7 separate regions of the Mus musculus genome follow, and regions 2, 3, 4, 5, 6 and 7 are each linked to region 1. A link is a contact called in public HiChIP or PLAC-seq, capture Hi-C and promoter capture Hi-C data. All regions are on one chromosome and are shown on one strand. Each heading gives the region's core, a stretch centred on a gene start, on an enhancer-like site or on the middle of the called end of the contact. The rest is flanking DNA. Distances are from core to core; before and after follow the strand shown. Region 1 holds the start of Morc3 (microrchidia 3). Region 2 holds the start of Synj1 (synaptojanin 1). Region 3 holds the start of Ifngr2 (interferon gamma receptor 2). Region 4 holds the start of Gart (phosphoribosylglycinamide formyltransferase). Region 5 holds the start of Ifnar1 (interferon (alpha and beta) receptor 1). Region 6 holds the start of Brwd1 (bromodomain and WD repeat domain containing 1). Region 7 holds the start of Dnajc28 (DnaJ heat shock protein family (Hsp40) member C28).

Region 1 (2,700 bases), core at 51-2,550:
CCAACTCATAACTAGCAGTGAGGGTTCAGAAGTCCTCATCTTCAGGTGCATAAGACACACACACACATAAACTGTGTGGGGGGAAACCGTACTAACAGGCAATTTAAAACAAAACATAACAAAAAATGTGAAGAATACTCAACCTCACAAAAAAAAAAAAAGGCAGACGCGATAAAACTAGGTAACACTTCATGCACACTTGGGGCTATCACATCCCAAATGACGGAAGTAGCCTAATGAATGGACGGAGACCTGCATTCTTGAAGAGCACCTACGGGAGGTGCTTTAACCTCCGGAAATCCTTACCGCTCGCCAACGAAATTACATAACACAGTAGTACCGCTTTTTTTGCCTTTGAGACAGGACTTCCCCTTGTCTCCCTAAATTGTCCTAGAATTTGCCTGCTTCGGTCACCCGAGCGCTGGGGATGCCAGGCATGGGCCACCGCAGCCATCCTTCAAACATCAAGGAAGTAACTTTCCCCGCTTAAGACCTCAGGGCCGGCAGAGAATAAAACTTTGCAGGAATCATCAGGTGAAGCCACGCCCACAATGTTTTGGACCCGAAAGTGTAAGTCCTTTTCTGCGACCACTCCCAGCCACCTCCAAAGGGTTTGCCACCAATGGGCTCGGCCCGAAAAGGCAGGGGCATGCCAAGCAAGCGGAGGAGATGAGTCCTAGCCTCCGCTCCTCCGAGCCGGGACCGACAGGGACGGACGCGTGCAGGAACCGCGCTGCACCGCAGCCCACGCCGCCCCGACGAGGCCCGGCGGCTGCTCCCGGGGCGGGCGGGTCGCGGAGGGCGCGGCTCCCACAACAGCTGTCGGGCGCCGCAGAGCCGGAGGGAGGGAGGGAGGCCGCCTCGGCTTGCCCCGAGATGCCGCGAGCGCACCGGCCGCGCGTTACAGCCGCTCCTCCGAGCGAGGAGACATGGCGGCGGACCCTTGGCCCCGCCGCGACCTCCCGGCCGCCGCGCCAGCCCTTGAGTCGCCGCCGCCCACTGCCACCTCCTGGCTGGCCCGCCTGCCCGCCCTCCTGGGACCCGGCCCGCTCCTCCCCTCGCGGCTGCTCACCGCGCTGAGGCGGATCCCGGTGGGTGGCTGCGCCGCCATCTTGAGTGAGCTACAAAGCCAGGACCGGCCTCGGCCGCAGCCCGACTGGGAGGCTACGAGTCCGCCGCGGGCTTCAACGCCCCGCCCACTTCCGGGGCGGAACCGACAACACCAGGCCACACCCACTCATTTCCGCCTCGGGCAAAGGCGAATTAGGATTCTCAGCAGAGGCTTGCCCGAGCGGGCCTGACCTGCTGCGCGCGCAGGACCCAGGCGTTGGGCGCATGCGTAGGTGAGCGGGCGGGCGCGAGCTCCTCGCCTCGCGTAGCTGGACCTTGAGATTGAAGATTGGCGCGAAGAATGATGTGTAGAAGCTAGGCAAACTCTGATGAAAATCGCACTGCAAAAGTGTAATCCATGGCCGCTGGTAATGATGTTACTGGAATCTTACAGGACAAAATGAAGAAAATAATTACTTTTTGGGTTTGCCTGAAAATCATCAGCTTTTATCCTGGTAGTGGTAGCGCACGGACACGTTAATTCAGTGTGTGTGGAGCCCGGTACTGCAGCGAGTAGCATGTAGAAATTAGTCAAGAAAGGGATGCTAAATAGTACAAGTAAAGAGAAGGTTAAAAGATTTGCAAGAGTATTTACTGCAGTCTTAACGATAGTCATATTTTTATTTATAAAAGTTCAGACGGGCAGTGGTGGCGCACGCCTTTAATTCCAGCACTTGGAAAGCAGAGGCAGGCAGATTTCTGAGTTCAAGGCCAACCTGGTCTACAAAGTGAGTTCCAGGACAGCCAGGGCTACACAGAGAAACCCTGTCTCGAAAAAAAAAAAAAAAAAAAAACAACAAAAACAAAAAAAAACTAAACAAAACGAAAAAAAGTTCAGTTCATCTTCTGCTGATAAACAATTTAGTATCCTTTATTATAGACCGCTGTCTATTAAACACTACAGTATGGGATGGATCCTCTCCTTTTCCTACACGTCAACTGTGTTTTCTCTTCATATTTTAACTGTAGGCTTGTAAAAACTTAAATACTTTTAAATTAATAAGGGGATGTAAAATTAAAACCTGTGGTATTCACTGTTTTTAAGAGTGAATAAGAGGCACAAGATAAGCAAAACTGGTGTCTAGTCTTGCAGAACAGGTGGCTGTCAAGACAGTTGAACCATGATGGCCGGTCAGTGAGCCGTGCAGTCAACCTAGAGAGTGTCAGCAGCCCAGGCTGCGCAAATTCTCCACTGAACTGCAAATAGCTTAGTCTAGAAACTCCCCTGTGGATTTGACCAGAGGTTTGTTCCCATGGGGATTCTAAATCTTGTCAAGTTGACAGGATTAACAAGCAGGTCAGCCTTGTTTTCCTGTTTCATCCGAGTCTGGTTGTCTTTGCGGGGAAAACAGTGCCTAGGGTGGGACAAATACTTGTTCATCAGGGAAGAGGATTCCCCACGGGATGCAGCTGAGGAAAGCCTGTCTCGCCACATTTTCTTGAGATCCACATAATCGCTTTGTTTTTCTTTTTGAAAGAGAGCCTCCTGTAACCCAGGCTGGTCTGCTTTGTACTTGAGGTTGACAAACTCCTGACCCTCTTGCCTCTATCTCCTAAATCCTGGGATTATAGATGTGAATCACTACCACA
Region 2 (2,700 bases), core at 29-2,528, 2.8 Mb after region 1:
GCCTGCCTGGTACGCATGAAGCTTTGGGTTCAGTCTGTCACCACGTAAACCAGGTATGGTTGGCACACTAGCCTGGGCTCTGTGCTACTTTGTCTCAAAAAACAAAAGCTACCTCCAAAGTACTACAATTCAGTGGCCAGCTCTCCTGAACCCGTTTTTGTCGGTGCATGTCATATACAGTCATCACACTTAAGAAAAATCCCACTCTCAAACATCCCTGTTTTATTTAAAGGACTGTCCCCACCTGAAATGGACACTTCTTGGGAGGGAAAAATGGCTAACCACAATTCACAGCAAGCAATTGTTATTATAAGCTTGTGGTTACTGTAACCACAACAAAAAAGTAAAAGTTGTTCTTAGGAGACTAAGTGAAAAGATCTAAGAACTGAATCCAAGTGTGTATCTCCTTGGCTGGAGGTGGCTTCTCTTGTGTTTAGTTTGCTTTTAATATTTTAAAACTAGGGTGGATTTGTCTTCTCTAAAATAGAGAAGCGTTGAGTCACATGACAGCATGTTAGAGGAAATGTTTTTATGCAATACGTCATATTTAAATTGTGCTTTTGGGAAGAAAGTAAAAAGGGGAAGAGGCTAGGGGAAAGCAAAGGCAAATGGAACATGATTGCCGTGCTCCTTGGATTCTCAATTCCTCTCTAAAGCCCCAGGGACTACAATGTCCTCCCATTTTTGTCTCTGAAGTATAGGCAGAATAATTCTGCTGGACACAAGTTTTAGACATAATGTCTCGTTTAAAAAGATAGTTTGAAACAGTGTGATGCCCTTAGTTATAAAATTCCACGGCTGGCAAATCGACAGTGACAGCCATGTTTTGTTTGACTGCCTGGAGTTTCTGGTTGCTGGCTTCCCCCACTCTCCACTGCATTCGGTTGAGCACTCTTCCATCGCCCCTGGAGCTCGGAGAACACACTGAAACAGCCAGGGAACAGCCTCCTGCTGCCTCCCTGACGACAGACACCATGGACAGCTCTTCGAGCGCCACCCAGCCGGCGCGGGGTGCACACCGTCCCCCGCCTCGCACTCGCCCATCGCCCATCAGGTCTGCGGAGGCGGCAGGGGGTGGTCCTGATGCCCGACTCGAGCACGAATCAACACGGGCTCCCCCAGCTCTTTCCTGAAGTCCCTCCCTGTCGCCCGCGGGGAGGGCAGAGCTACAGGGCTCCACGCGAGGAGGACGGACCCTCCCTCTGCCGGCTCCCCTGGCCGTGCCACCTTCCCACTCCCGGGGCGACGGAGGCTCGCTTCACGGACCCAGGACGCGGCGGCCGCAGGAACCCGGTGACCAGTAAGCGCCCTGCTCGGCAGCACGGTCCCGCGTGGGCGGAAACGGCTCCGCCCTTTCACCCTAAGGGGCGGGCCTTCCGCCTGGGCAGCGGCGCAATGCGGAAGAGCTGGACCTGCTGGAGCGGAAGTGACGCTTCGGGCGGCTGTAGCGGCGGAGGCTGCGGGAGAAGGAGGAGGAGGAGCCGGAGGAAGAGGTGAGGCAGCGGGCGGGAGGGCGGGGGGCGGGGAGCGGCCCGGGCTCTACCCAGGGGCAGCCGGCCGGCCGGGTGGACGCTTCCTGAGCGGTGGCGGCCGTCGCAGCCGGGTCGCAAGCGGTGAGAGGCGGCCGAGGGCCGAGGGCGGCGGGTTGTGTGGAGACCCCGGGGCTGCGGGTGGCTTGCCGTGACAGCGGCTGTCACCCAGCGGGCGGGAAAGGACCCCGTCGGCACAGGCTCCCGGGTATCTCTGGCGGTGCGTAATGGAGGCGCTGAAGCGCCCGGTGCCTCAGTTCCCCCCGGCTCCCCGGGATCTCGTTGAGTGGCGGTGGGATCCATTCGTCACGGTGAGCTTCGTGACTGGGCAGGAGGCGGCAGTCACCTGTGTGGCTTTCCCTGCCCTTCGCCGCCGCCCTGGAGAGTCCGCGGTGTGATAATCCCGTCCCTCTCCGGCCCCCTCAGGAGCTTTGAATCAGCCTGATTAACCTTCCCTCCCATCCCCTTGCCCATTCCGCCTAGGGATCGGCTTGAAGTTTCCCCATCAGTTCCCTTCCCGTAGTGACAGATCGTGAAGCAGGAAGCCGATAAACAACCCCAACTGAAAATACGCTACAGATTTTCCCTTTGGGGAAACATAAATTAAATGGGAAATCCACCTTATCCAAATCAGGACCGACGGTGCTAAAAACCCCTGCCTTGTCCTGCCGTATCTTGAGAACTGGACGCGTTTCCTTTTGCCTTTTGGTTAAGAAAAAAAAAAAAAAAGGTGACGCCTTATCTTTTGGAATAAACCGTTCACCCCTGAGCTCTCTTTTTCTCTACCCCCAACCCCCATCAAACTTGTCAGTGAGGGACCTCAGGAGGACGCCTAGCAGTCCTTGCAGCAGAAGGAAACCTCAGGTGCATTGACTTGGTTTCCACAGGGCTGCCTCTGAAGAAAGGAGAATGGCGTTCAGCAAAGGATTTCGAATCTACCACAAATTGGATCCCCCACCGTTCAGCCTCATAGTGGAAACTAGGCATAAGGAAGAATGTCTCATGTTCGAGTCTGGGGCTGTGGCTGTGCTCTGTAAGTCACGTGTTTTCACCTGCCCGATTCTGATCTCTGTTTTGGTTGTAACTCGCGAGTTCAACAGTTTATAAAAAAAAGGTTCTTGAGAACCTTCTCCCTGAATTTGATCTTCTGAGCTTTAGCGTACGGGTTTGT
Region 3 (2,700 bases), core at 53-2,552, 2.3 Mb after region 1:
AAAAATGTCTGTTGTAAAGTTTCTAAATACGCCTATCAACTTCTGAACACATAGTTCACAGACATCTCAGACAATCGCAGGCTCTCCTCCAAAGGAGACCTGTGTGTGTGGGTGTGTCAGACACAGATTGCTCAAGGCAAAATGGGGAACATCAGAGCCAGGGTTTAAAGTCTTTGTCTGACTCCAGGAGAACAAGTTAACTGCGTAACCCACTCATCCTCCTGTGCTCCTCTGCCCTTAAGGAGAAAGGGAACTTAAGGGCCTTTGCAGGGATGCTGACAGAGGACCAACTAACTCCTCAACACCACTTCCAATGGGAGGGAACGTCCCAATTCGTAGGCTTATTTAACTAATGGCCAAACTATAAAAAAAACAAAATAAACAACAACAGCAAGACCCACTGAGTAAACCAAGCCGGCCCGGCCGGCCAGAAACTTCAGGACCCCTTTTTCTCATCCTGAGTTCTGTGTTTTCACAAGGGTGCACCCCACTACCACTGTGGACTCCAGATATCCAAGCTTTGATATGATCTCTGCACGGGAAAGAACCCAGCAAAATATAATCACGTAGGAAGAATGTTCTTGGTTAGTGATGTCTTTCTTTTGTTGGTTTTGATGACTGGCTCATAAATACAGTCAGGTTGGTGACAAAAGTGGGAAGTTGAACCCCGGTAAAGGGCTGTGTGGGCGGAGTAGGATAGAGCTGAGATTAAAAGTGTGCCTCAGCTGACCCTCTGTCCCCATACACTGGAGGGGACACAGGCATTTCTGCTCCCCATCTATAAGATCCCGAGGAACTGAGTACGAGGATTTTATAGGCTGCCCAGACAAATACTGGTCCTGCCCGTCAGCTGATCTCCCTGGCACCAAGGAGCCAAAGACGAACTGGGCTCTCCACCTCCAGGCCTGGAATTCCCCGTGGTCCACGCTACACTCACTGCAGCTCCCTCTTGCAGATTCCTCCTGGTCGGTGCCCCGTCCGATCGCGGTCACCCGCAGATCGGGAACGACTGCAGAACCCCACCCTGTGCCGGGTGCAAGCTCCCGGAGCCACCCACGCGCGGACGCGACACCCAGGAGAGCCCGAGGAGTCGGGGGTGGGGTGGGGGGTCTCCTGGGTCGCGCTTACCTGGCGAGGACGCCGCGGCACCGAGCCCACAGAGCAGCAGCGACGGCAGCCACAGTGGCAAAGGCCGCATGGCCCGGGCGGCCCGGGACCGCGGGGTGGACGCCGCTCAGACTCGCACCGCAGCGGCCATGGCGAGCCGAGCGCCCGCCTCTTCCCCAGCCTAGCCGCAGAGCCGCCTCGCCCCGCCTGCGTCCCGCCCCGCCCCCACCGCGCCCGGCCCCGCCCCCGCCCGGCCCGTGGGGACTTTCCCCGGTGTTCCCGGGAACCGCGGCCCCCGCAGCCCAGCACACAGCCCCGGTGACTCCGGCCACACCTCGCCGAGCCGACCTCCAATGTGTGGCCAGAGATCTCTAGTACCATCCTTCTGGAGAGACCCGTGGACACCCATCCCCACCCTACCCCACCCCACTTCGGACTCCCGCCACGTACGATTTAAGGACCCATTTATTTTGAATTCTGTTCTCTTTAATGACCGGAAAGATCGTGCTAAGCTTTGAATCCTTTTAAGCAAAGGGCTACTTAAGGGTATAGCAGAGAGGACCCTCTAGGCCGTGGTGTCACAGAGGAAGAAAAGCTAGAGGAACTGTACTGGTTGCTTAATAGTCTGTGGGTTTGGCCCTCTGTGGCTGTGAAGCTACGAGGAAGTGACCCCAGAGCAGGGCAGGGATAGGCTCCCAGCCTGAGCCTTCCCCAGTGGCCAGCCTGTTGGCAGAGACGTTCACACCTCGGCCACAAAAAAGGGGGCAACGAAAGGAATGGTTAGAGGGAGACAAGAGTCAAAGAAAGGGGTCATCGAACCGCAGCTATTGCTCCTAACCGCTGAGGCCTCAGTCTTAGGAAGCCACTTTAAACTGTAGTTGAAGCTGGCCTTGAACTTCACAGATCCTCACATCTCTACCTCTCAGGGGTTAGTCGTGGGCCCCCAAACCCTTCCCTTGTGCCTGTGGCTCCAGAAGTTGGCCTGTTATAAAAATACGTGATGAAATTATCTAGCAAAAATTTGAACTATGACTTGAGAATTTCAAGACCCAGAAATGTACTTACATGCCAAGGAGAAGAGGAGGGCTGTGGGGATCCTCTCAACAGGACGTGTTGAAAACCGCAGAGGAGAGAAAACCTAACCACACAGGCTGTGGATTATAAGTATACCCCTCTGAGTGCCCCGTGCCCTGCCCCCGGCATGTTTTATTTTTATGAGACAGGGTAAGGAAAAGGACTCAGCTAAAGCCACGAAGGACCTGTGATCACTAAGCTTTTCAGCCTGTGGTCTTGACCCCAAATGGTAAGCCTTTGGAAGTGCTACTACTGCCTCACCCCACTCCCTACCACACCCCTGTCTAGAATCTCCCTCCCTCAGCACAGTGCTAAGGGCATATTCCCTGGATCTGTACCCCATGCCTCAAGCATACAACCCCCCAAAGACAAGCGTTTCTCTCCTTTCCCCAAGGCAACTTTGTCAGGGCAAGGCCAGCTAGGTGCTGGCATCCACTCTCTTGCCCTTCCTGCCTAGAGGAACCCTGATGTCGTTGATAGCTGAGTCTTCTGTTGAGATCTGGCAGCTGGCAGCGGAAG
Region 4 (2,700 bases), core at 153-2,652, 2.2 Mb after region 1:
ACCGGCCGGCGAAATGCGCGGAGGCGGGGAGGGGGAGGGGAAAGGCGGCGGCGGAGGAGGAGCTGGGAAGGGAACTAGGCCCGTCCCTGGTGGACGCCGGGCCTCCGAGTAGCTGGAGGGTAGGGGGTGTCCAAACGAGGGAAAGGTGACCGTCTTAACTGGAAGAAAGAAACGGCGTGTGCGACACCGCGGAAGAGACGATCTTTCGCGAAAGGAACGAACGGGGAACTGGGGGGGTGGGGGGGGGGGCGGAAAATGGATCCCAGGCCCAGGCGGGGCCGTAGCGGGGCCTGAGCCGAGAAACGACGGCGTTCCGTGAAAGATGCCACGGGAGGCTAGATGAAGCCCTAACAGCCCGCGAGGAGCAGAAAAGTCTGGGAAGCGTTTACCTGGAAAGCTCCTGTTGTATTTCCCGGAATTTACTGACCACGAAAGACCTGAAAACCTGCTCGATGTCGGCCGCCATGGCGTCCGCTCCGTTCTCTCAACTACTCCTCGCTAGTCCTCCAGGCTCCCAGCATGCCTCGGGAGGAGGCGCAGCGGCCAATTCCTTTTATCCCTTTCCTGATTGGCTCGTGAGGGAGCGTCCGCACGGGCTCGCTCCACCCACGAGCCAATCAGCGAACACCGGCCCGCTCTCCTCCGCTGTTTCTGAGCCGCCGGGGTAGAGCTGCTGACGTTTGCGCCGCGCACGAACTCGGCCGCCATGTTAGTGGTTGACGCAGGCGCCATTACAGGAGAAGTCGCTCCCGAGGCGACCGCGACAGCTTCGGCTGTTGATCCCCTCAGCCTGCGGGGACTCCTAAGAGGCTTTCTATAGGGAGTAAATGCCTGAGATTAGAGGCCATGGAAAAAAAAAAAAGCTGGGGGACGAGAAAAGCCTCGGCTTGTCCGGCACGGAGCTCGAACGCGTTTGTTGCAAGCGCCAAGTTTACTTTGGTCAGGGAGACGTGCATGAGAAAGAAATCCCCGTCCCGCGTCCCCACTATGAGTTGGAAAGGAGCCATTCCCATTCTGCCTCGATGCTTGCTATAACCGGCCTCGCGTAGTTTTTAGCAAAGGCTGGAGCGTCTGAGCGACCTGCGTTCTAAACGCAGTGCGCTTGAGCTGCTCCGGAGTCCAGCCCTGGCCGCTCCGCCCTGGCGCTTGGTGAGCAGCCACAGTCAGGCAGCCTCGGCTCTGCCCCCAGTGTAGGAGGCTCTGGGGTAAACGCAGGGACCTTAAGTGACAGCCCCTGACGAGCATCATCAGCTCTAATCGTGGTGCCAGGGATTCTGAGCCCGGCTAGGCAGCGGGCTCCGACCGCACCCTAAGGCGGGAGGAACCCCCACGGGTCGCCTCGCGGGCGGGGACCTAGGCGGGCTGCGGCCAATGAGCAGCCGAGTCCATCGGAGGCGGGGCAGAGGCCGGGGCGCGCTGGATTCCCCGGGCCAACTTCCGGCGGGTGCGAGTGGCGGGTGCGAGCCGGAGCTGCGTGGCGGGGCTTGCAGGTGCGTGAATGCCTTAGTTCTTAAGATGATGCGTGGACTGCCTAAACGCTTTGACCCATGGGTTTAACCTCAGCGACCGGTGCTACTCTTGAAACGAAACTGGCGTGACTGGCGAAAAGCCCACGTGCTTTGCACGGCCTTGATGGAGGTCGGCCAGGTAGTTCTTTCCCAGCTTTCTAATTCTGAGGCCGGGTCCAGGTTTCTGTGCATCTCTGCCTTGTAAAGACAGACCCTGTACACCGATGGTTTTTTTATCCGCTCTAGTTTTATCACAGTAACTAACCATTTACCTGGACCACTTTCGTATTTGGTTTCTACTTTTTCAAAACAAATATTTGGAAGTGGTTTTAACCGATTCTTTTATTCTCTCCTTACCCTATTCTCTTGTTCTCGCTATAAATTGCCTGTTAGTTAACTGACACCCAAGAAGTTACAAAAGACTCTCCGAGTCTCCCGGCTAGTAAGGCCTTGACACCGGAGCCCAGGCACCCAGCCGCTGCTGGTGAAGAGACCAGTCCTGCTATTTCACAGATCCTGACTAGTAAAATGAAAATTGTCTTCTTGCACTGCTTTCTTATTCAAGTTAGATTTTTTAAAAAGTTTAATGGCTTCAGCTATTTCTCTAAGAAAATGACACAGAATTGAACTAAAGTCTATCTTATGTGTAGGAGCGTTGTCCCTTACATGTATGTTTGTGCCCACGTGCATACAATGAACGCCCCAAAGAAGCCGGAAGAAAGCATTCAGTCTCCAGACCCAGATTAGGATGTTTGTGAGCCACCTTGTGGGTGCTGGGAGACTAAACCCCAGCCCTCTGCAAGAGAACTAAGTGTTCTTAACCTTACCAGTCTGCTTGGGTTTTCCTTAAATATGTAATCCCAAAGTAAAGGATCAATTTAGAATTTACATATTTCAGTTTTCTTCTTTCCGTAACCATCTTCTACATAAGTAAATATCTTGATAATATCTTTGCTCCCCCCCCTCCTTTTATTGGTGCTAGAATTTGAACACAAGGCTTCTATTCTAAGCAATAGGTATCAATTAGGTATATGAAGTAACAACACATAGCAAATTAGTACTTCCTATTTCTGGGTACTTTGTAGTATACAATATTTTTTTTTAAAGAATTGTTTATTTTATGTATGTGAGTACACTGTAACTGTCTGAAGACACACCAGAAGAGGGCATTGGATCCCATTACACATGGTTG
Region 5 (2,700 bases), core at 182-2,681, 2.3 Mb after region 1:
TTATCAAGGCAAGTTTTTTAAAGACTTTCTGTATGTGTATACGTGTTCTGCCTGCACATTTGTGTGTGCACCACATGTGCCCCATAGCCAAGGAAGTCAGAAAAGTGTATTCCAATCCCCTGGAACAAAGCAGGATTTAGGGAAGGTTGCAAGTCACCAACTGTGTGCTGGGAACCAATCCAGGTCCCTCTGCAAGAGCAATAAGTGCTCTTACCTGTGAGCCGCCTCTCCAGCCCGAACGAGGCTTTAACTTTAAAAAGTGTCCTTTAACGCTATGTCTGGCTCCACTGTTATCTCCTGTTTTGAAAACTTCTGCCTCAGACTATCATGTCATGTCGCCTGTCAAGCTTCTACTCCAGAGGGTTACAGAACTGCCTCTAGTTACATCCTATGTAAGAGGATGCATCTGAGATGTCTGAATTTCTTTCTTTTCAGCCACCAGGAGCTATCCATCAAGTCTCCCCACTCTGAGTTGTCAGTTTCTCAGTGCTGTCTATGCTAAGTGCACACTACCACTGAGCCACACTTCCAGTACCACCAACGGAGTCTTTGATGTCATCCCTAAACTGACTCTATCCTGTTATCCGTATCCTCTTAGCTTGATCTCCAGTCCAACTGTTGGGATTTACTGATTCTGTGCAGAAAGAGCAGCAAATGTGCTCATGAGATTAACAAAAGACCCAAGAGCATTTGTAGCAGTTACAGTATTCTGTTCATAATAGTCTTTTTCCGATTTACTGTATATGTGTGACCACTTTGCCTGCATGTACATCATGCACGTCTAGCCAGAAATGGGCCATCTTCGGGGTGAGACTTGGGGCAATCACTTACTTCCCAGATATACAGATTTCTAAGAGGAATCAGAACTTTCCTCCAGGAGTGAGGCTAGGTCGTCTTTTTTAGGTTCCTCACATCACTATGAAAACTCTTGTCTCTCCCCTTAGTGGGCATTCTCCCGATGTAACTAGCCCAGTGGTTTCCTGGTTTTGACTTCGGGCCGGTTAGGGGGCCTCTCACCTCACTCCTCTCAGCCCGGGACAAACCGCACTAGGCTGGGAGCGCATTTCTGCTGCTGTCTGGTCTCCCGCCCACCAGCAGCCCTGAGGCTCGGCCCGGGTAGCGTCCTCAGGCTGAAGAGCGGCGCAGGGGGCGGGCGTCGCGGACTCTGGTCACCCGCGCCCAGCTCTCCCTCCATGGTGCCCGGCCCTCGCACAGGCCCCTCGGCTCACCTGCAGCTGAGGGTAGCACCCAAGGCGCCCCGGCCACCAGCACCAGGGCCGCCGCGCCCACGACAGCGAGCATCGTCTTGGGAGGCCGGGCGGCGGCTCACATTCTCCTCCTTCTCCTCAGCAGCACCGCGGAGCTGGAGACTACCTCTGGGCAGCTAGGCCCTCCGCGACGCCCCGCCCCCTCCAGCGCCCCGCCCCTTCCGTGAACGCCCCCGCCCCTCCACCCAGCACAGCTTCTCCGCTGACGCCACGCTCTCTCCGCGAGCAAGCGGCTCGGAAAGTACCGGGCGCGGTCCAGTCAAGGCCTGGGGACTTTGAGGTCCCTGCCACGCTCCGCCCCCACTTCCGGAAAGACTGCCCAGCATTGTCCTTAGACTCCTGAGAGGAAAGCGGGGTGCAGTCAGTGCGCCTGCGCAGCCCCTCCTCCTTCCGGGCTCAGCTTCCTGTTTTTGTCCGGAGGGGGTTCGGAGGCGTTGCCCCGGGGGTTACTAGTCCACTGGCTCGAATCCTGGTGTGGGGATCCCTGGAGGCCGTGGATCAAATGACTCTGGGACCTGGAAGGCGCCGGCAACACTTTTATCTCAACTGCACAAGATCTTTATACTTGATTCCCTGATTTTGTGGGATGGTTTGCTGTTGTGACTCGCTCAATCTTTGGGTTTTGAATTATGCAGCGTTTGGATCTTTTGTCTAATAATGTGGTTTTAGGCTGGTTTTATGTGTATGAGTGTTTTGCATGCATGCATGCATGCATATATGTGCACCGTACATATATGCGTGCCTGGTACCCATGGAGGCCAGTAGAGCGCAGATACCCTGGTATTAAAGTTACTGATCTTCCGAGCTACCATGTTTGTACGCCAGTCCTCTGCACGTGCCCTTAAACCACTGAGCCCTCTCTCTACCCCCTTAACTCCGTCTCTGTCTGATTACTATCTTATAAAGAAACTTATTTGTTGGGCCGGGCGTGGTGGCGCACGCCTTTAATCCCAGCACTCGGGAGGCGGAGGCAGGCGGATTTCTGAGTTCGAGGCCAGCCTGGTCTACAAAGTGAGCTCCAGGACAGCCAGGCCTATACAGAGAAACCCTGTCACGAAAAACCAAAAAAAGAAAAAAAAAAAAAAAAAAGTAAGAAACTTATTTGTTATGCCGGGCGTGGTGGCACATGCCTTTAATCCCAGCACTTGGGAGGCAGAGGCAGGCGGTTTCTGAGTTCGAGGCCAGCCTGGACTAGAGAGTGAGTTCCAGGACAGCCAAGGCTCCACACACAAACCCTGTCTCAAAAAAAAAAAAAAGAGTTCCTCTCTGCTTCCTCACCATCATTCGTCAGATTTCTTGTCAGCCATTCTGACTAGGGTGGGGTAGAATGGCAAAGCAGTGTCAGTGTGCATTTTGCTGGTGGCTCAGGACATTAAGTTCTTTAAAGATAGTTACTGGGTGCATATTTCAGCGTTTGAAAACTGTGTTCGAT
Region 6 (2,700 bases), core at 36-2,535, 2.3 Mb before region 1:
AAAGTCAACTCAGAGGCTGGAAATGCGTATTAGTTCATAAAATCCTTGAGCTCTGGAAGGAGCCGCACTGTTGGCTACAATTTACAGATAAGGCCAATTGAGACAGAGGTTAAGTGATTTGCCTAGGATCATACACCTGATAGTTGGAGCCAGTCTAAGGTTCACTGCCCGGGCACGACTGGGACACCTCGTTCTGCCTCCGCACGCAGGCACTAGAATGACTAGCTGGTACAACGCCTTGGTCACAAGACAGGACTCCTACAAATGACCTTGCTCGGTCAGCCCTTCGCAGGGGCGCAGGGGTTAAGAAAAGAATGCGGAGCCACCCTAGCACTATGTCCTAAGCCTAAGGAAAAGAAACAGCCGAACCACCCTAGACTCTTTATAGACACAAACAATTCCCTTGCCGCACCCTAGCCCGCGACAGGAGCTCGCTTTCCCGTTGGAAGACGACTGTCTTTTGGTGTTTGGGAATAAAGAGCCGAGGTCGTTTGAGGTCAGGCCTCTTTTTCTGACTCTCTGCTGCCCGATAAATCTAACAATGGCCATGTTTAGTTCTGTTCTGCACTCTACGTCAGAGCTTGTCAGCGCACACTGGACGTGGTGAAACAGATCCGGTTGGGTCAGGAGCCTAGAGCGGTAATTAGGGGGATTTTTCTGTAACTCTTCCACCCCTCCAACAAAACGACTGACACTTGTGGCCGCAGCCCGTTTCCCACGGGCCCTCTGAGTTCCCGTCAAGTCATCGCGGACTCCCAGATTCCGTCACCCGTACCGGGCATCTTTAACCCATCGCGGGGCGCGGGACGCGGGGCGGCGGGAGGTCGGGAGGGCAGCGGGTAAGGTGGTGTCGCAGCCTCCGCTCTGGGTTCAGCCACCCTCCTGCAGAGCTCCTCCCCAGCCTCAGGGTCTTCAGGCCCAGCCCAGGTGACCGTCCTCCCAGGCTCCGCCCTGCCCTGCCCCGCCCCGCCCCCTCCACTCCAGCTCGCCGTACCGCCTCCGCCGCCGCACAAAGGCCGGCGGCCGCCTCACCGCGCGCAGGAATCCGGCCACGCGCGCCCCAGCCCCCCCACCCCCCGCCCCGCGGACGCAGCCCCGGCTGGCTCGCCGCCCCCTTTTGCGCTTCACGCCCCCGACGCACAGGACGCCGAGGCGAGGCCCGCCTCCCAGCCAAGGAGCCACATCCGCGTCGTGCCACGCCGCCGGCTCCCCGCGGGGGGACTACTTCGCTCCCCGCCCCTCGGTCCCGCGCGACTTCCTGCCGCGGACGCGTCGGTGCGCGGCGCGCACGGCATGGCGGCGGCGGCGCGCGCCTGAGGAGCTGGGGGTACGCCGGCCCGGTCAGGCCTCGGCGCGGCCTACGCGCTCCACTTGTTCGCTGGTCCGCTCGCTCCCGCCCGGCGCCCCGCCATGGCGGAGCCTTCGCCGGCCCGACGTCCGGTGCCTCTCATCGAGTCGGGTAAGACACGGCCGCGCGTCCCCTGCCCGGTGTCGCGCAGCCGCCGCTGACCGTCCCTGTCTTCTCCCCGCAGAGCTGTACTTTCTCATCGCCCGCTACCTCTCAGCTGGCCCGTGTCGCCGAGCGGCGCAGGTGAGTGCCGGCTGGGCGAGCGGGCGGGCGGGCGAGCGAGCGAACCGGGGGCGAACGAACCGGGGGTGAGCGGGGCAGCTGACGGGGTCTGACCGCGCGTCTTCTCTGCCGCAGGTGCTGGTGCAGGAGCTGGAGCAGTACCAGGTCGGTCCGCCGCCCCCGCGTCCCCGTCCCCGCCCCCGCGTCCCGGTCCCGCCCGGCCTCCCGGCCGCGGTGGTCACCCGGACGCCTTTCGTGTCTCATTCCAGCTGTTGCCGAAGAGGTTGGACTGGGAGGGCAACGAGCACAACAGGAGCTACGAGGAATTGGTGAGCAGCTCCCGCGTCCTCCGCGCGCCCGCGCCCCCCAGCCGGGTCTCTGCTCCCCTGCGGGCGCCGCGGGGCCGCGCCCGGGGGTGGTCTCTGGTGGTCCGGCGTCCCGGGGCGACGGGCCCGACCCCCGAGGGCTCGCGGTGGCGGGGTGGGGGGCGGGATTTGGCAGAAAATGGTTTTGGGGGCGGTGCCGGGCGCAGGCGGGGGCGCCCCTGGCTCGCGGCCGGGCTGGGGCTCCAGGTGCGGCCGCCAGCCACTGAGAGGGGCGCTCTCATCTCTCTCCCTTCCCGATTTGTAACTCGAGCTCTCATTGGTCTCTCCTTTCTCTGCCCCGCCCAGACTTTCAGACCTCTTGTTCCCCAGGAATAGAGAGAGAGTCCTTAGTCTCCCAAGGTGGAGAAATGGCCCCTTCCTGTACTGTACTCCCTTCCTCTGTAGGATCGCACAGAGTTCTCCGTGGTGAATATGTCAGTGCGGCACCCCTGCTTCCCCGACCCGTGCACTGTGTGTTGACTGCCTTTAGAAAGTTGGCTCACACTTGATCTTGCTGTATGTAGCGGTTCAGGCTTTAAGTTGACATCCGTCAGTCGGTGTATTTATTTTTTGAGACAGGGTGTCATTACGTACCACTGTCTTGCCTTGAACTCGGGTAGGCCAGGCTGGCCTTGAATTCATTTCCTGCTTCTGAGAGCTCGGACTAAGCTCTCAGAAGCAGTTGTGTGTGCCTGTCTTAACATTTCCGAGGAGTGGTAACTTGCGGATTACATTTATTTTCCTTTGCCTTATTTTCCCTACTTG
Region 7 (2,700 bases), core at 17-2,516, 2.2 Mb after region 1:
GGCTCTCATGATGGTCACAACAGAATACTATTTAGACACATTGAGTGTGAGCGGCTACTATATACACATTAGTTATTCAAGATTGAGATAGCCCAACCTGTAAAGACTCTACCTTCATTCAAGCTTGACCACCAGGATCCACACGACAGAAGCAGACAACCAACTCCACCAGTAGAGACCACAGCATACAAAACACGAAACTACACATACAAAACATAACCGGTGTAATAAGATTTTCAAAGCCAGATGTGGCACGCACCTTTCATCTCAGCGCTTGGGAGGCAGAGGCAAGTGGGTTCAAGGCCAGCCTGGTCTACAGAGTTTCAGACTAGACTGGCCTCAAACTCACAGAGATCCACCTGACTCTGCCTTTATATGCTGGGATTAAAAGTGTGCCGCTAATTTTTTTAAAACTGTATCTTTAGGATGGAGTGCGGTGACATGTCTTTAACCATTCAAGAGACAAGAGGCAGGGAATCCCAGCACTTGGGAGGCAGAAGCAGGTGGATTTCTGAGTTCAAGGCCAGCCTGGTCTACAGAGTGAGTTCCAGGACAGCCAGGGCTACACAGAGAAACCCTGTCTCAAAAAAACCAAATAATAATAATTAATAAAAATAAAATAATAAAGAATAAAATAAAACCAAAGACACATTTTTCCCTTCTTTTCCAACCCCTGGCTATGTGCGGTGCTCAATGGGGTGAGGTATCGTACAATACGCAGAGCCCTGACAGAACTTGCCTTGCATGCATAAGCCCTTGGTTTTATATCCCCAACATTCCATAAACAAGTAGCAATTTTACTGTGTAATCCCAGCACCTGGAAAACGGAAGCATGGAGGATGTGCAACCCAAAATCCCTCTTTACTACATAGCGAGTGTGAGGCCAGCCTGGGCTAAGGGAGACAGTGTCAAAAAACAAGAGCCATCCACCCAAACAAACTTGGCTGGGCCAGGCAGTGGTGGCGCACACCTTTAATCCAAACTTGGTTGAAGGAAAGACCATCTTTCTAGGCTTAAAGAAGCCTACTGACGGTGCAGGTGTCCCATAGAGGCAAACGGCCTAATCTTCCTCCATTTAAAACAATTTACTGAGGTCAGTGCTCTTCAAATTACATACACGTTGGGGTCACAAATCTATCACAAGCCATAACTCCTCTCCAGGCCCTAATGCCTCTACTCTGCACCTGCCGGAGAACTACATTTCCCACAATCCAAATCGGCCGAACCCTGCCCTCGAAAGCGGGTAGAGGCGGGGCCTATCGCCCCCGGCACAACAACAAGCGTCCAGGGGAGTCTGTCCTCTGTTCCGTGGGGGATGGTTTTATAAGAAAGAGATCGCTGTCCCTGGTGAGGGAAACTACCTGTCGTAGTAAGGTATGAAGAAAGGCTCTGCAGTGTAGCGCGGCAGAGGGTCCAGTAGCCGAGACAGGGACGGAGCGGGCCACGCGTGCTGCGCAAAGGCGCAGCTTGAGCTTCGAGCCGCTGAACCCCCATCACGTCTGTGAAGGTGAGTAGGGGGTGCAGCGGACCGACACTCTTCTGAGGCACCCCTCACCACGGTGAGCATAACCACCGGCATCCCAGACAACTCTAAAATCCACTGACCCCTATATTGTGACATCGGGCTACCATGACTTCTAAAACGCACCTTACATTCAAAGGATCAGTAATCCTCCAGTAAGTACTCCGTTGCCTTTCGTCAGTGTTCAGTATCTTTTTCCACAGGACCATGCGTTTTTAAATACAGCAAAAGCTCTCTCACCCTTTATCGCCCTTCCTTGCCCTGGCACCTAGCAAATAGCGAGGTGCAGACCTTAAAGTCGCTTGCATTCTTGATTCTCAGTCCCATCTGGTGTCCCACTGAGTACCGGTCTGTATGTTCCCTGTTTGATATGCAGCAAGTTAGATACTTGGAAATGGTGACGACCATTCTACACTGTATGCAAAACAAAACAACAACACAAATTGTGCTCAGGGAAATGTGTAATTTGCTGAGTATAGCTAAGCCAAGTGTGGGGCTTGGATGCTCTCCTTTAGTCCCAGCACTCAGGAGACAGAGGCAGGCTGACCTCTGTGAGTTCAAGTCCAGCCTGGTCTACATAATGAGTCCCAGGACAGCCAGGGCTATGTAGAGAGACCCTATCTCAAAAACAAACAAGCAAAAAGCAGTTAAGCTTTACTGTGCCCCAAACCTAACCATTTGCAGTACCTGGTAATGTAAGTTCTTTGGTTAACCTTAAGAGTTGCTTAACCTTCTGGACCCGTTTTCTTATAAAATGAGAAAATTAGGTTAGATGAGTTTTAACAACTTTCTAGATCTAAAATTCTGTGCATTGGATCCGGGCGGAGGTATGCATGTCTTTAATCCCAGAACATGGAAGGCAGGGGCAGGTGGATCTCTCTATGTTTGAAGCCAGCCTGGTCTCCAAAGTGAGTCCAGAACAACCAGAGCTACACAGAGAGAAACCCTGTCTTCAAGCAGTAGACTTCAGTTCCTGTCACACTATGTGATAGCCAAACATCACTGTCATTTTCTAGCTGCACCAAGAAAAGTCATAGATACTTATATATTCTTGTTTAGCAACATTGTTACAAAGAACTGACTTTCTTTTTTATATACATATGGTGTTTTGCCTACACTATGGCTGTGCACCATGTGTGTCCAATGCCTGAGTGGGCCAGAAGGAGTCAGACCCCCTG

The links. Promoter capture Hi-C pulls out the DNA fragments that hold promoters and counts their contacts. HiChIP or PLAC-seq counts read pairs in DNA pulled down with a chosen protein or histone mark. Capture Hi-C pulls out chosen DNA fragments and counts their contacts.
Region 2: a contact with region 1 is called in a promoter capture Hi-C map of liver, with 2.7 times the contacts expected there. The contact joins the promoter of Synj1 here to the promoter of Morc3 in region 1. A contact is called at or near these places in 3 of 39 promoter capture datasets (hippocampal neurons, neutrophils and pre-B cells), 1 of 115 datasets of contacts at active chromatin or transcription factors (embryonic stem cells) and 2 of 9 other capture datasets (adipose tissue and liver).
Region 3: an H3K27ac HiChIP or PLAC-seq map of bone marrow-derived dendritic cells shows a contact between it and region 1, with 10 times the contacts expected there. The contact joins the promoter of Ifngr2 here to the promoter of Morc3 in region 1. A contact is called at or near these places in 2 of 39 promoter capture datasets (hippocampal neurons and liver) and 1 of 115 datasets of contacts at active chromatin or transcription factors (bone marrow-derived dendritic cells).
Region 4: a capture Hi-C map of embryonic stem cells shows a contact between it and region 1, with 6 times the contacts expected there. The contact joins the promoter of Gart here to the promoter of Morc3 in region 1. A contact is called at or near these places in 7 of 39 promoter capture datasets (the 3T3-L1 cell line, the C10 cell line, embryonic stem cells and 3 more), 4 of 115 datasets of contacts at active chromatin or transcription factors (astrocytes, bone marrow-derived macrophages, embryonic stem cells and 1 more) and 3 of 9 other capture datasets (adipose tissue, embryonic stem cells and liver).
Region 5: a promoter capture Hi-C map of neutrophils shows a contact between it and region 1, with 6 times the contacts expected there. The contact joins the promoter of Ifnar1 here to the promoter of Morc3 in region 1. A contact is called at or near these places in 2 of 39 promoter capture datasets (neutrophils and pre-B cells) and 1 of 9 other capture datasets (liver).
Region 6: a promoter capture Hi-C map of embryonic stem cells shows a contact between it and region 1, with 2.9 times the contacts expected there. The contact joins the promoter of Brwd1 here to the promoter of Morc3 in region 1. A contact is called at or near these places in 2 of 39 promoter capture datasets (embryonic stem cells and pre-B cells) and 1 of 115 datasets of contacts at active chromatin or transcription factors (astrocytes).
Region 7: a promoter capture Hi-C map of liver shows a contact between it and region 1, with 5 times the contacts expected there. The contact joins the promoter of Dnajc28 here to the promoter of Morc3 in region 1. A contact is called at or near these places in 5 of 39 promoter capture datasets (hippocampal neurons, liver, neutrophils and 1 more).

What each region holds. Positions count from the first base shown.
Region 1 is chr16:93,830,721-93,833,420 of GRCm38.p6, reverse strand. Morc3 (microrchidia 3) reads right to left here and starts at 1,300. Exons shown (of 17, transcript NM_001045529.3): 1 at 1,073-1,300. The coding sequence starts at 1,111. It overlaps Gm30881 (a long non-coding RNA gene), which reads left to right and starts at 329. Exons shown (of 3, transcript XR_876266.3): 1 at 329-570.
Region 2 is chr16:91,009,886-91,012,585 of GRCm38.p6, reverse strand. It overlaps Synj1 (synaptojanin 1), which reads left to right and starts at 1,278. Exons shown (of 32, transcript NM_001164483.1): 1 at 1,278-1,493; 2 at 2,417-2,562. The coding sequence starts at 1,396. It overlaps 4930404I05Rik (RIKEN cDNA 4930404I05 gene), which reads right to left and starts at 1,337. Exons shown (of 3, transcript NR_028368.1): 1 at 1,267-1,337.
Region 3 is chr16:91,545,661-91,548,360 of GRCm38.p6, reverse strand. It overlaps Ifngr2 (interferon gamma receptor 2), which reads right to left and starts at 1,302. Exons shown (of 7, transcript NM_008338.4): 1 at 1,129-1,302. The coding sequence starts at 1,198.
Region 4 is chr16:91,645,674-91,648,373 of GRCm38.p6, reverse strand. Gart (phosphoribosylglycinamide formyltransferase) reads left to right here and starts at 1,402. Exons shown (of 22, transcript NM_010256.2): 1 at 1,402-1,490. It overlaps Son (Son DNA binding protein), which reads right to left and starts at 550. Exons shown (of 12, transcript NM_178880.4): 1 at 390-550. The coding sequence starts at 466.
Region 5 is chr16:91,483,946-91,486,645 of GRCm38.p6, reverse strand. It overlaps Ifnar1 (interferon (alpha and beta) receptor 1), which reads right to left and starts at 1,431. Exons shown (of 11, transcript NM_010508.2): 1 at 1,230-1,431. The coding sequence starts at 1,302.
Region 6 is chr16:96,081,013-96,083,712 of GRCm38.p6, reverse strand. Brwd1 (bromodomain and WD repeat domain containing 1) reads left to right here and starts at 1,285. Exons shown (of 42, transcript NM_145125.3): 1 at 1,285-1,459; 2 at 1,533-1,591; 3 at 1,706-1,735; 4 at 1,840-1,899. The coding sequence starts at 1,411.
Region 7 is chr16:91,617,565-91,620,264 of GRCm38.p6, reverse strand. Dnajc28 (DnaJ heat shock protein family (Hsp40) member C28) reads left to right here and starts at 1,266. Exons shown (of 2, transcript NM_138664.2): 1 at 1,266-1,507.